Linked DNA regions of Triticum aestivum: region 1 is linked to region 2. Evidence: chromatin contacts called from public Hi-C data. All regions are on one chromosome and are shown on one strand. Each heading gives the region's core, a stretch centred on a gene start, on an enhancer-like site or on the middle of the called end of the contact. The rest is flanking DNA. Distances are from core to core; before and after follow the strand shown. Region 1 holds the start of LOC123044657. Region 2 holds the start of LOC123044655 (glucose-6-phosphate/phosphate translocator 2, chloroplastic).

Evidence for each region. A called contact is a pair of places that touch in the nucleus more often than the background predicts.
Region 1: a Hi-C map of leaf shows a contact between it and region 2, with 4 times the contacts expected there. The contact joins the promoter of LOC123044657 here to the promoter of LOC123044655 in region 2. A contact is called at or near these places in 2 of 5 Hi-C or Micro-C datasets (both in leaf).

Annotation. Positions count from the first base shown.
Region 1 is chr2B:258,183,982-258,190,162 of IWGSC CS RefSeq v2.1, forward strand. It overlaps LOC123044657, which reads right to left and starts at 4,482. Exons shown (of 12, transcript XM_044467465.1): 1 at 4,253-4,482; 2 at 3,641-3,738; 3 at 3,218-3,362; 4 at 1,380-1,547. The coding sequence starts at 3,252.
Region 2 is chr2B:257,970,515-257,976,992 of IWGSC CS RefSeq v2.1, forward strand. It overlaps LOC123044655 (glucose-6-phosphate/phosphate translocator 2, chloroplastic), which reads left to right and starts at 2,445. Exons shown (of 5, transcript XM_044467459.1): 1 at 2,445-3,034; 2 at 3,162-3,387; 3 at 3,702-3,924; 4 at 4,170-4,383; 5 at 4,482-5,061. The coding sequence starts at 2,555. The coding sequence ends at 4,493.

The sequences.
Region 1 (6,181 bases), core at 3,232-5,731, 220 kb after region 2:
TGCAGCCCGAGGCGTCGAGCGCCACAGGGAACTACGCCGGCCTTCCCACCATGGACCGAGCGTCGTCCTCAGCGCTCCGCACTGCCGAGGCAGTGGGCCATGGCGCGCCGCACCAGCAGCCGCCCCGGTTCACCAAGATCGACTTCGCCACGTACGACGGTTCGGACGACCCGCTTAACTGGCTCAACCAGTGTGACCAGTTCTTCCGCGGACAGCGCACGCCCGCGTCGGAGCGCACGTGGCTAGCTTCCTACCATCTCCGCGGGGCCGCCCAGACATGGTACTACGCCCTTGAGCAGGACGAGGGCGGCATGCCCCCGTGGGATCGTTTCCGCGAGCTGTGTCTTCTCCGTTTCGGGCCACCAGTACACGGGAGCCGCCTGGCGGAGCTCGGCCGCCTGCCCTTCACCTCCACGGTGCAGGACTACGCCGACCGTTTCCAGGCCCTGGCATGCCATGCGTCGGGTGTGACGGCGCAGCAGCGGGCCGACCTCTTTGTCGGTGGCCTTCCGGATCACATTCGCGTCGACGTGGAGCTTCGCGGACCCCAGGATCTCTAGTCGGCCATGTACTACGCCCGCGCGTTCGAGCGCCGCGCGGTGGCCATCCAGCAGGAATCACCGTCCCGGACCGCTGGGTCGCTACCCGGGCCGGATTCCACGCAGGGTCGGCCTGCGCAGGCTTCTGCGGCACCCCTCGCCGCGACCGCGGGACGCCCGTTCCGCCGGCTCACCTCAGCCGAGCTACTCGAGCGTCGCCACCAAGGGTTGTGCTTCAACTGCGATGAGCCCTACACGCCCGGCCATGCCTGCCCACGACTCTTCTACCTGGAGGTTGCAGACTACATTCCGGAGGACGCCGTCGCCGCCGACCTGACCGCCCCAGCTGTTGAGAAGGTGTTTGACGCTGGTTGATCGCCTCGAGGAGTCGGCAAGCGCTTCCCCACCTTACAGCTCGAGGACGAGTTGTTTGTGCAGGCGGGGAGAAGTGTTACGGCCGTAGAGGCCCACCGGGCAATCTTAGCCCACAAGTTATCTTAGGTTAATTCTTATGCAAGTTATCTTAGGTTAATTCTTATGCAAGTTATCTAGGTTATAAATATAGGCTGTAAGACTCTTTTTGGAATTAAGCAATAAGAAGATTATCTCTATTGCCCGGCTCCCAGAGGAGCCGGAACCCTAGCCGCCCCCTGCCTCTTGCGCTGCAGCCGCCATCTTCCTCTCCTGCGACGGCGCCCAGCCGCTGGCGCGGCAGCTCAACGCCACGCCCAGCCCCCTCCTTCCCCTGCTGCCTACGGCCAAGAGTGGGCAGAACCCTAGCTCCTAACATTGGCGATGAAAAAAGTAGTGTAGTGAGGGAATGAAGAGACTATGATGTACCTCCCATAATACTTGTGCAGCTTCTTTGTGGGAAATTTCAACATGTTAATATAAATGGTAGCAAGCTGAATCAGCTGCTTCTGAGAATTCTCGAACTCTATGTACTTATCCCAAAGATGATAACACAAGTAATCCTTTCCAACAAGAGACATAGCCCTCTCAAATAAGCTGTCGAAAAAGCCATAGCAAAAATTAGTGATGGCACAACAGCAACATAACAAAAAAAATCATGAGCTGATCTGGTATAAAAAGGACCAAAGGGGTATCAAACGGATTAAAGGATGTTTATTCAACAATATTGTGCATCTATAACTTGCTGCAAGAGATATTGATATTACATTCTAACACACTACAGTATACTCTTTCCATTTAACAGTATATTTCAATTTCATTGGGTAACATTGTTTCACATACTAATCCAACCACAAACATCGAGTGTATACCATGAAATTTTAACCTTCAACCAATCAGACAGATAGAGATATGAGTAATTTAAGTATCTTGTTTAATAAGGTCAAAATTTCAACATTGTTTTATTTCCCCGGTTCTTTACTTCCGCAGTCCTCGTGCTCAGGAATCAAGATTTCCCCAATCAATACATAACAAACACGATGCTCCCTCCATCCATTTTTACAAGGCCCAAGGCTGGTCATAGTGGGGAGTAACTTAGAGTAGTAACATGCATACGTTACTACTCTATGTTACTACCCTTATAGTGGGAAGTGTCATATGTGTAGTAACATACACATGTTCATTTATTGTCTTGTAGACTCATTTTGCATTGGAAAGCGCTATGTGATGGTAACATATTAGGTTACTCTATTTGCCTCTCTCCTCATTAACTACTTGCCACATCAACATTTTTGCTTATGTGGCATCTATGTTACTACCTATGTTACTCCCACTATGACCAGCCTAAGTTTTGAATCTCATACCAAGGCAATAGCCCAAAAGTTGAAGCAAATTAGGCTGGCCATAGTGGGGGTAACATAAGTAGTATCATGCACTTGGGACTCGCAAACATGCTTATGTGGCAGGCAATTAAAGAAGAGAGAGATGGTTATAGTAACATAGGTAGATACCGTAACATAATAAATGTGATGCTACTATGTGTCATGCATGGCAATAAACGAGACCACCTATGATACTAATCTATGATACTATGCACTATAAAGATAATAACACAGACTAGTAACATATGCATGTTACTAGTCTAAGTTACTCCCCACTATGACCAGCCAGCCAACCAAATTGTAGTAAATGACTGCGCATGCAAACTCCATTTAGTACATAGGCCCACACTTTCCCCTCTATTAATTCCTCCATCCATTTATTTAGTGCTAATCCCTCCAACCCCTCGTATGCATGTGCATCACAATTGGTAAGGGCTGTTTGCATGCACGCACAACCTTAAATATCAATGGAAAAGGCCAGGCATGGTGTGCTACATATTAATGGCCACGCGCAACGCGAGACCAATTCGGCCTAGTATTTTTGGAAAAACTGATTTTGGGGTTAGGCCTTGTAAAAATGGATGGAGGGAGTACAAATTATAGAAGTCTACACTACATGGAAAACGTGACTGGTCTATTTTCTAGTACTTGATCAATCTGTATTCTATCTCCACCTAATGTTATAATTTAAACAACATGAAATGCATGATTGCTGGTCCACGAAGTACTGTCGGTTTGAAACCTTTAAATAGCCTGAGATCCTAAAAACATACAGGCGAATACACTGTGAGAAAATTTGTTTATACAAAGAAAAGAAGGGAAAGGATCCAGAGAGATTTGGTTCTGGAGAAAAGAAGGGACAGGTTACATCTGTGTCTTCTTTACCTTCTAATAAGGGCAGGGTCTTCATACGCACTCATAGCAAATCCACAGTAACTGACCCAAAGATCAGTACAATGAGGTACTGCTTGGACGGCTTGTTCATAAACCCCCACCACATCATCATATGTGCATAACCTTGCTTTATGAGCTGCGTATTTAATCCAGTAGCCGTGGCACAAAGGAAATTCCAATAAGAAGGTATGGTAGACCAAGCTAATAACCCTTATGTCGTTCTGGAAGAACGCAAACATCAGTAACCAGATGTTGCTTAACATACAATAGGTCTGGCATGCAGAAGTGTTGAAATTTGAAAAGAAACATTTTCCCTTTTGTTTATGAAGTTATATGATAATGGATAGGAAAGGCGAGGCGTGCTGGTTCTAAACTACTAAAAACTAATTAGAACCAGATAAAAAAATCACTTACAACAGAAGTTTCCTCTGCAGAACTTATCAATGATACCCACGTATCAAAATCGCTCGTATTTCCATCAATCAATAAACGAAGTCTGCTCTTGAAAACATCTGTGTAGAATGATGAAAGAACAAGTCATGTCCTGGGTATAATTGAAATGCAAATCCACCATCAACTATCTGAACTGATATAACTCAAAGCTACATCCCGGATGTAAGAAAACCCCAGCTACTAATTACAGAGCTCAAAGTGGTGACGCGCAAGCATCCGAGTGCCTTCAAGGTTCTCTCTGACATTTTTAAACAGGACAAATTACCAGCCAAGAGGAACAAAATGATAGTACTCCTACAAGATAACGAAATGAAGAGCCTGCCACTCCCTAGAAAGAGGTTTGGTACCAAATCCTCACCATTCCTAGGTCTGGAAGCTCAGCGTTAGCATAGCTCATAGCTAGCACAGCTAAAAATTGGACAAATTTATCAAAACAAAACTGAGTTTAGCACGGAGCTGGTGCTCTGAAGAGCCTCATATTTGACAGATATCCGCATCAATTCAACAAATCGCATTCCTTCAAAAGATAATTAGGTAATCCCACGGATGTATGTGCAAACGGGCTGTGCTCACCGAGCTGCGACGCGGAGGGCTCCAACCCCAAGGCCACGAGCGCGGCTGCAGCCTCCGGCTCCGCCTCCATGTCCACCGTCCCCGGCGGCCCTAGCATGCCGTCCTGGAGCTTTTGCGGGGTTAAGCGGTCGGTACCTCAGAGGGCGGCGTCTGGTTGGGTTCAGGTACCGAGTCTGTACTGTAGCACTTGCAAACCACTCTTGTCGACCGGAGAATTGAGAAATGCGCGTCTGCCCCGAGCGGCAGCTGCTACTCCTGCCCAAATCTGGCCATATGGTCCATGCTTTTCAGGCCGGCCCGTGGGCACGGATTTTTGGTTCAGGAATGGCCCAGGACACGGCACGTGAATAAAAGGGCCAGGTCAGCCTTCAGCCGGCCACGGAACAGCTCCCTAATTTTAAAGGGCTCGGAATCAATTGAAGGTCTCCAATGAAATTGGGTCATCCGATTTTAACGGGATCAATAATTTCTTAAGGCTTTTCATTCAATTATTTTATACTATTCCCGCAAAAAAAAATTATACTATAAAATGTGCTTCCTAATTTTTAAGCCTTACAATTAATTACGGTCTTCAATTTAAATCGAGTCACTCAATTTTGACTGGGTCAACAATTGCTCAAGAAGCTCTCCATTCAATTATTTTAAGTCACTATTCTTCCCTAACTTTGAAGCTTTTCAATTCGACTGAGGTATTCAATTATGGAGCCAATCATTCTTCGAATTAGTTAGCGGTAACCAACATATCAATCCTGCACACTCTCCCACTACCTAGAAAAAAGAAACGCCACCGTGTGATACTGTAATATCAATATATTACATGCAGCCACCGACGCAGAAGTTTCCTCACATAAATATGAGTTTCTTAGCGGATAACACAGAATCACACCGAAAAAGGCCCACCAAATTATCAAACTATAAAATAAATAAAACGCACACTATTATTTTTTGGAAAGTCAAATTCCTTTAATTTTGACCAGGTTTAGAGCAAAAAAAGTCAACATCCACAATACTAAACAAAAAAATATGAAAAATTCATTTCATGATGAATCTAATTATACCGATTTGGCGATTTTGATATATTTCTCTACAAAATTGATCAAACTTAAAGAGGTTTGACTTTTTTTTAAATGTAATACGTCTTATATTTTTAAACATAATGGATAATGTTTTTAAGAAACCCAATAATACCAACGGCGCAGCAAAGCGCGTCCAACCCTTCTAGTATTTTCCACGGCCGAGTCTAAAGGCGGCACGACCTTTTTATCTCCATCTTTACTACTATTAAACAATCAAACAAGAACTTCCTTACGTGCACCCCGCAAAACGTACATAGATTCATTATCACCACATGATTAAGCCCACTAAACTTAGTCTAACGGCTAGCCTTAACATAATACATTCTCTGTGTGCACTTAACAATTTACATTGACTGGTCGTGCTTCACCATATGAAACTCCACGTCCAATCAATTAGGATACTATAATCACGATCTCGTCTTCTTAGGAAACTAATCATGATCATGTTTTATTAGGAAATTAATCGTGTATTCGCACACATTGACACGTCCATCACCTCGATCTCCTGGATCCCGATCCTATCTCTCCCAAGAAAAACCACCACAACAGGCGACCACTCGGCATGGCGACGAGGAGCCAAGGACCAATGACTCCTTCTCAGGGGACACTGCGGGAGTGCCGGTAATTCGTGAACCGTCGAGGGTGCCGCACCGATCGCCCCTTCCGATGACATGGGAGGCACCCCATCCGGCAAGCACTACTATAGGTTGGTCCAAACGTGACAGTCCAATCAGAGACCCTTCGACAAAACTATGTGCGATGCATTAATCACAAATGTTGTTGTAATAAAACCGTCAAAAAATATGCAAAACGTTTGTGATGGCGGTGACATCAAATACGGTTCAGATTAGGG
Region 2 (6,478 bases), core at 1,195-3,694:
CTAATTAGACTTTAACTAGCTAGGAATTGTAAAAAAAGATGAAGTGGCAATTCTGGGGGAAGCTGGGAGGGGGTCAATTCTGGGAGAATTGCCCAAAAAACTGGCCCTAGGCTGGCTGGCTGGCTTGCCTCGAAGTTTCGTCCGGCCAGTTCGCAAGCTGGGTAGGTGGCGTTGCCTTGTGAGAACCTTGGTCTCTCCCAGCCGACGGCTCAAAACGGTGGTCAGATTCATGCCGTCATTACCGGCTGCATGCATGGATTTTTTTTTTGCGAGAAAATTTTCGATCTATTCATTTTCAATCATGGCAGTACAACGAATACTAGAAATAATAAAAATTATATCCAGATCCATAAACCACCTAGCGACGACTACCAGCACTAAAGCGAGCCGAAGGCGCGCCGCCGTCATCGCCCCTCCATTGCTGGAGTCGGGCACAACTTGTTGTAGTAGACAGTCGGGAAGTCGTCGTGCTAAGGCCCCGTAGGACCAGCGCACCAGAACAGCAACCGCCGCAGATGAAGAATAACGTAGATCAGAAAGATCCAATCCGAAGACACGCGAACATAGACGAATAACGACGAGATCCGAGCAAATCCACCAAAGATAGATCCACCGGAGACACACCTCCACACGCCCACCGACGGTGCTAGACGCGCCGCCGGAACGGGGACTAGGCGGGGAGACCTTTATTCCATCTTCAGGGAGCCGCCGCCGTCTCGTCTTCCTGAGCAGAACACAAACCCTAGCAAAATTGAAAGAAACGACTAAAAACAGAGCCCTCCCGCCGGCCCTTGCCAAGATCCACCGCGCCCCCATGGTCCTAGGGCCACCGGAAAGGAGGCGGAGCTGCGGCGGCGACGGCAGGAGGCAGAAACCCTAACTTTTTTGTGGAGGAAGGAGGAGGCGGCGGCTAGCTTTGGCTGCATGCATGGATTTGACAGCCATGCGGTGGTTGAGAGGGTTTTGCACCCTAGCTGGTGCTGGTGCAGGTGCCGCAATTCCCTTCTGAAAAAACCCGTGGAAGGAATCGAAGCCAGCAGAGTTCGAAATCCACGGTAGTACTGTACCAAGGAAGAGTCAGATACATGCGGCTTACAACCGAGGAACAGGCTGGTATGCTGAAAGTGACCCCCGCCGGCTCGTCATAGATCAACGGATGAAAACTCAACTCGTTTCGAATAGAAACAAGTATATTGGCGAGCATGGCATGTCTCTTTTGTCAATTTTTAAACGTGCAGAATACTGGCATGAGTGTTGCAGGCTCACGCTTGGGTTGTCATAAAGTCAAAGGCACCATTAGAAACACGCGAAGCAGGAAGACGCTGGCTAGAGATTTCCTGAAAAAATAATGTCCTTTCGGTTCATAACAAGACGGGACTAATTCTGTTTTTGACCTTTGGAGGGGGGACAACAACCGATGCTAATACTACCTCCTAAGTTGCGAATAAGAAAAAGAAATCCACCCAAAGTGGGACTTGCGTATGGATATCTAGTCCGTCTGTCCGCGAGACAATAGATAACTAAGGCGATGATGATTAGTAGGTCACCTGAGAGGATGACCAACTACACTAGGACTAAGCTCGGCGGCTACTACGTCTCATTTTCTAAGGAGGAGGGACTCTTTCGATTTTTAAAGCTTGGTATAACAAGGGCATTTGGAGTGCCTCATTCCTTTACTGTATTTTTTTAAAGCTCCAACAGGCGGCTTACAATCGAAGGGAAAGGGCGGCTAGTATTTTTTTATGTGATTTTATTTTCTATTGTTTGTTTTGTGTCATGTCTTTTCAGTGTACTGGTGTATTATTTCCCTCGATAATTATTAGATATAAAAGCCATTCCGTGTCTTTCTAAAAGAAATATAATCATTTCTCTTTATTTATTTTTTTATAAATAATCCTACTTATTTTAAAGTGATATATAAATTATACCGATGCATAAATGAACAAAACCACAAATTTACTTATCCAAAGGGCTATTTCCTTTTTCTTCTTTGGGGCGGTGATTTGCTGCGTAGATCACGAGTCGTCAGTATGTCCTGATTTACATCAATGACTTTTTACCCGCTACTTCTATAAGCTCATAGGTTTTAACAAGGTTGCTCCAGTAAATTGGATGCCCAAAGTCAGATAACAAGCTTTGCTCACAGTGTGCCGCCTACTGATCCAGAACGAAGACCACACAAATTTCTTCAAATGACTTGTCTATAATTTCATATTCTTGTAAGGAACTTCTCGTAGGGACATGCAATAAAAGAGGGTCAAAAATAAGAATATTCACAAGATATTCTAGTACCATAGTGCAGGAAAATAGGGAATATATTAACGAATAAACATTTTTTGCATCGAAAAAAGATACTCCTAAAACCAGTGGCGAAAAGATCATGAACTGGCCAAACCGCCTCCCTTCTCCTTCGCGCATTCCCCATAAATACCTTCTTCCTCCCCATCTCCCCCTCCACCATCACAAACCAGAGGCACAGACCCGCACCAGGCGCATTCGCATACCACCGCAGACAAACCCCAAGAAATCACTAACCGCGCCTCCCGCCGCCAAAATGCTGGCCGCCGCCGCCTCCGTGAAGTTCTCCCCGGCGTCCGCCGGTGCCAGTACCACCACCATGTTGGCCTTCAAGCCTGTCCACCTCCCTGCCCTCCCCAACGCCGTCCCGCGTCCCCTCTCCCTCTCGGCGCGGCCTCTGTACCGCCAGGAGCCGTTCCTGGCGGCGGCCCGCAACGACCGTGCCGCGTCAACGGCGCCCCCTGCAGCCACCGCGGATGGCGCACGGCCGGTGGAGACGGCGGCCGCGCCGGAGGCCATGAAGAGCGCCAAGATCGGGGTCTACTTCGCCACGTGGTGGGCGCTGAACGTGATCTTCAACATATACAATAAGAAGGTGCTGAATGCGTTCCCGTACCCGTGGCTCACGTCGACCTTGTCCCTGGCAGCCGGCTCCGCCATCATGCTCGTGTCCTGGGCCACCAGGATCGCCGAGGCGCCCCAGACGGACCTCGATTTCTGGAAGGCTCTCTCTCCGGTGAGCGTCCTGCGCACTCATGGCTTCTTGGCGCTCGCTGTTCTTGCCAATCTCACCGGCCCGTACGTGTTCTCGATGTGCTGATGCGTGTGTGTTGGGATTTTTTTTTATTTTTGTGTCCGGGCAGGTGGCGATTGCGCACACGATCGGGCACGTGGCGGCGACGGTGAGCATGGCGAAGGTGGCCGTGTCGTTCACGCACATCATCAAGAGCGCGGAGCCGGCGTTCAGCGTTTTCGTCTCAAGGTTCTTCCTCGGCGAGCACTTCCCGTTGCCGGTCTACTTCTCCCTCCTCCCGATCATAGGTGGATGCGCTCTCGCGGCCGTCACCGAGCTCAATTTCAACATGATTGGTGAGCAATCTGCAGACTCCCATTTTTGTTGAATCTTGAAATTACCTCCAGCGGATACTCCTACAACATAAGAAATATCGTCACTTTTGCTAGTATATACAACAGATATTTTTCAGTAGTACTCCATTTCCGAAGAACCTGAACTGTCCACAAGTCCTGAGGTCTATAATTTAGCACGTATATATTGTACCAAAGGCTTTATCTTTGGCGTCAAAATTGGACAACGTTGTACTTTTGGGTGCGACTTTAGTATCGCTCGTTGAAAGTATGCGGTTTAATTAATTCTGATAGCTCATATGCTCAATCAACTGTAGGATTCATGGGGGCGATGATCTCCAACCTGGCGTTCGTGTTCCGGAACATATTCTCCAAGAAGGGGATGAAGGGCAAGTCGGTGAGCGGGATGAACTACTATGCCTGCCTCTCCATGCTGTCCCTGGTGATCCTCCTCCCTTTCGCCTTCGCCATGGAGGGCCCCAAGGTGTGGGCTGCAGGCTGGCAGAATGCAGTCGCCGAGATCGGTCCCAACTTCGTCTGGTAAGCTCCAAATCACGTGACTGCTTGCCAGTTCGCTGTCGTAAGTTTTGTTGATGCTTAGCAATTCTAAATGCTTAATGAACTTTGGCGACGAACTATAGCATAGCAGTACAGCATTCATACTTCAGAATGAATTGGCACAAGTTCATTTACGAAAGACTGAGATTTTGACAGTGTGTGTGATATTTCAGTTGGTTCATGTGTCTAAATAAATGGATTCCTGTGTGTGTTGGTATGTACTGTAGGTGGGTGGCGGCGCAGAGCGTGTTCTACCACCTGTACAACCAGGTGTCGTACATGTCGCTGGACGAGATCTCGCCGCTGACATTCAGCGTGGGCAACACCATGAAGCGCATCTCGGTCATCGTCGCGTCCATCATCATCTTCCGCACGCCGGTGCAGCCCGTCAACGCCCTCGGGGCGGCTATCGCCATCCTCGGAACCTTCATCTACTCCCAGGTGACCCATCTCACACGCCTCACTTACCTCACCACGTACGTAAGGAAGCAAGCAAACCAGAATTTAACACTGAAACTTTTGTTGACCTCGTGTTGCAGGCAAAGCAGTAAGGCCCCGTTTGATAGCTCTGCATTTTCTAAGTATTTTGTGAATACTACAGTTTTTCTAAATACTATGGTTTTAATTACTTTAAGCTGTTTGGTCTCCACAAAAAACTGTAGTATTAATACTACAGTATTCCTCAAAATGCAGTATTTTCTCTGTCTAATAAAAAGAACCCAGGACCTCTTTTTTTAAAACAGAGCAGGCGAAAAAACGAACACGTTTCTTCGTCCTCGTTCATTCTCATGCCACCGCCGCTCGCTCGTTGCTGGAGATCGTCTCTCCCTCAGGTTGCCGTGGATAGATAAAGAGACGACCATGGAAAAACGGCTAGTACGCTTAATCATCTGTTCCCTTCTCAAGGAGGCCCGTGGCATGAAGCTGGCAGGCCTTGCTTTCTGAGGAAGAAACCTCCTGCTGCCTCATGAAGATTGCATCACCGCGCCTCCTACTTCTCTTCGTGTGTCTGCTACGGTGCCGGCCAGCTGACGGCACTGCACGGTTTTTCTCATCTTTGTAAGCTGCAGGACGAGCTTTGGGCATGGTTGTTGACAGTTTGGCTGTGGACTTTGTGCATATGGGTGGCCTTTTGCATGGCCGTTGGGTTTTGGGTAACAGGGTAAGCAAGTAGAAAACGGCTAGCTAGTTATTAGGTGCGTCAATATATACAACACTACCAAACAGCTCCAAAGTATTCCCAATACTTCAAAATAATGTGGTATGTCAAAACTGTGGTATCTTACACCTACATGCTAAAATGTTGTAGTTTTCAATACTTTGGTTTTTTCAATACTTTACTATCAAACACAGCCTAAGGGAAATCGACCAAACGATATCTCTTCCGACGAGAGCCGGCCCGGCGTTCGGACGTTATATGTTGTTGAGCATATCTGATTGAGGACACTCCCTTGTAATATATATACAGTATTAGGAATCTCCTTCTTTTTTCCTTTTTTTCTAGGTTTAGCTGCGGGTGTCTCTGAATTCTTCGTCTGTTGTTCCGTGACCATGGTGCTGATGATGTAGAGAGGTGAATGAATCCGTCCAAATAAAGTTGCCAGGAATTTTCGCCCCCGATCTCCAGCCTAGTTACGTGGTCCAAAACAAGTCGCGTGGTTGAGAATGCATCGGCCCAGATTGTTTGCTTGCTGGCGATGGATACAGGGGCATGGCGGCGTCGTGCAATTTGCGAAGCCGAGATCTCTGCGATGGGTGCGACGTTGGAGCGTAGCTCCTTTCCCTTTGCTTGTTGCCTTGGCCCCCTCTCTCACTGCAGGTGCAGTTGGGTCACTAACATGTGGGCCCAACAAGCATCTGGCCCTTATGTCAGTGACCCAACTGCACCTGCAAGTTATGTCACTGAAGCTGCGTCCTTCTCGTTTGGGAGCTTGTGCTCGGTCCCCGGCGTTTCGGCGCGGCACATGCCCCCCGTCGCATATATTCTTTGGTTCAACGTCACCTTTTAGAGTGCTCAAAGGGGCGATGGGTTTGGTCTTCGATCCCGACGTTTCTTTCGGTGCTCTTTGGGAGTAGGAAACCTCCTTATATGGCGTAATCTACAATGCGAAGAGTAGGAAACCTCATATCGATGAAACCTCCTTATATGGCGTAATCTACAATGCGAAGAGTAGGAAACCTCATATCGATGAAATAGCTTTCTAGGGGAGTCCATCACTACAAGAAATCAGTTGGATTCATCCCATGACAGCACGGTTGGCGATATTTTTCAAAAGAGGGATGGGGGTCTAAAGCAGGAAGTTGTATTAAGATGGGAATCATGTGTGAGGATATGTAGAAACTATTCCGTTTTGATTCATGGGAATGACTAAATAAGAGACGGAGGAAAGTTATGATAGAATTTCAAGATGGGTTTCCTTCTTGATTTCAAATCCCCATTCCCTAGCTCTAATTACCCACAACTAGACACGTTGGGTAGGAAGAACCCTTCGCAATTTCCCCAGCAGTCACTGAGAACAGCTACATATGCCAAAAA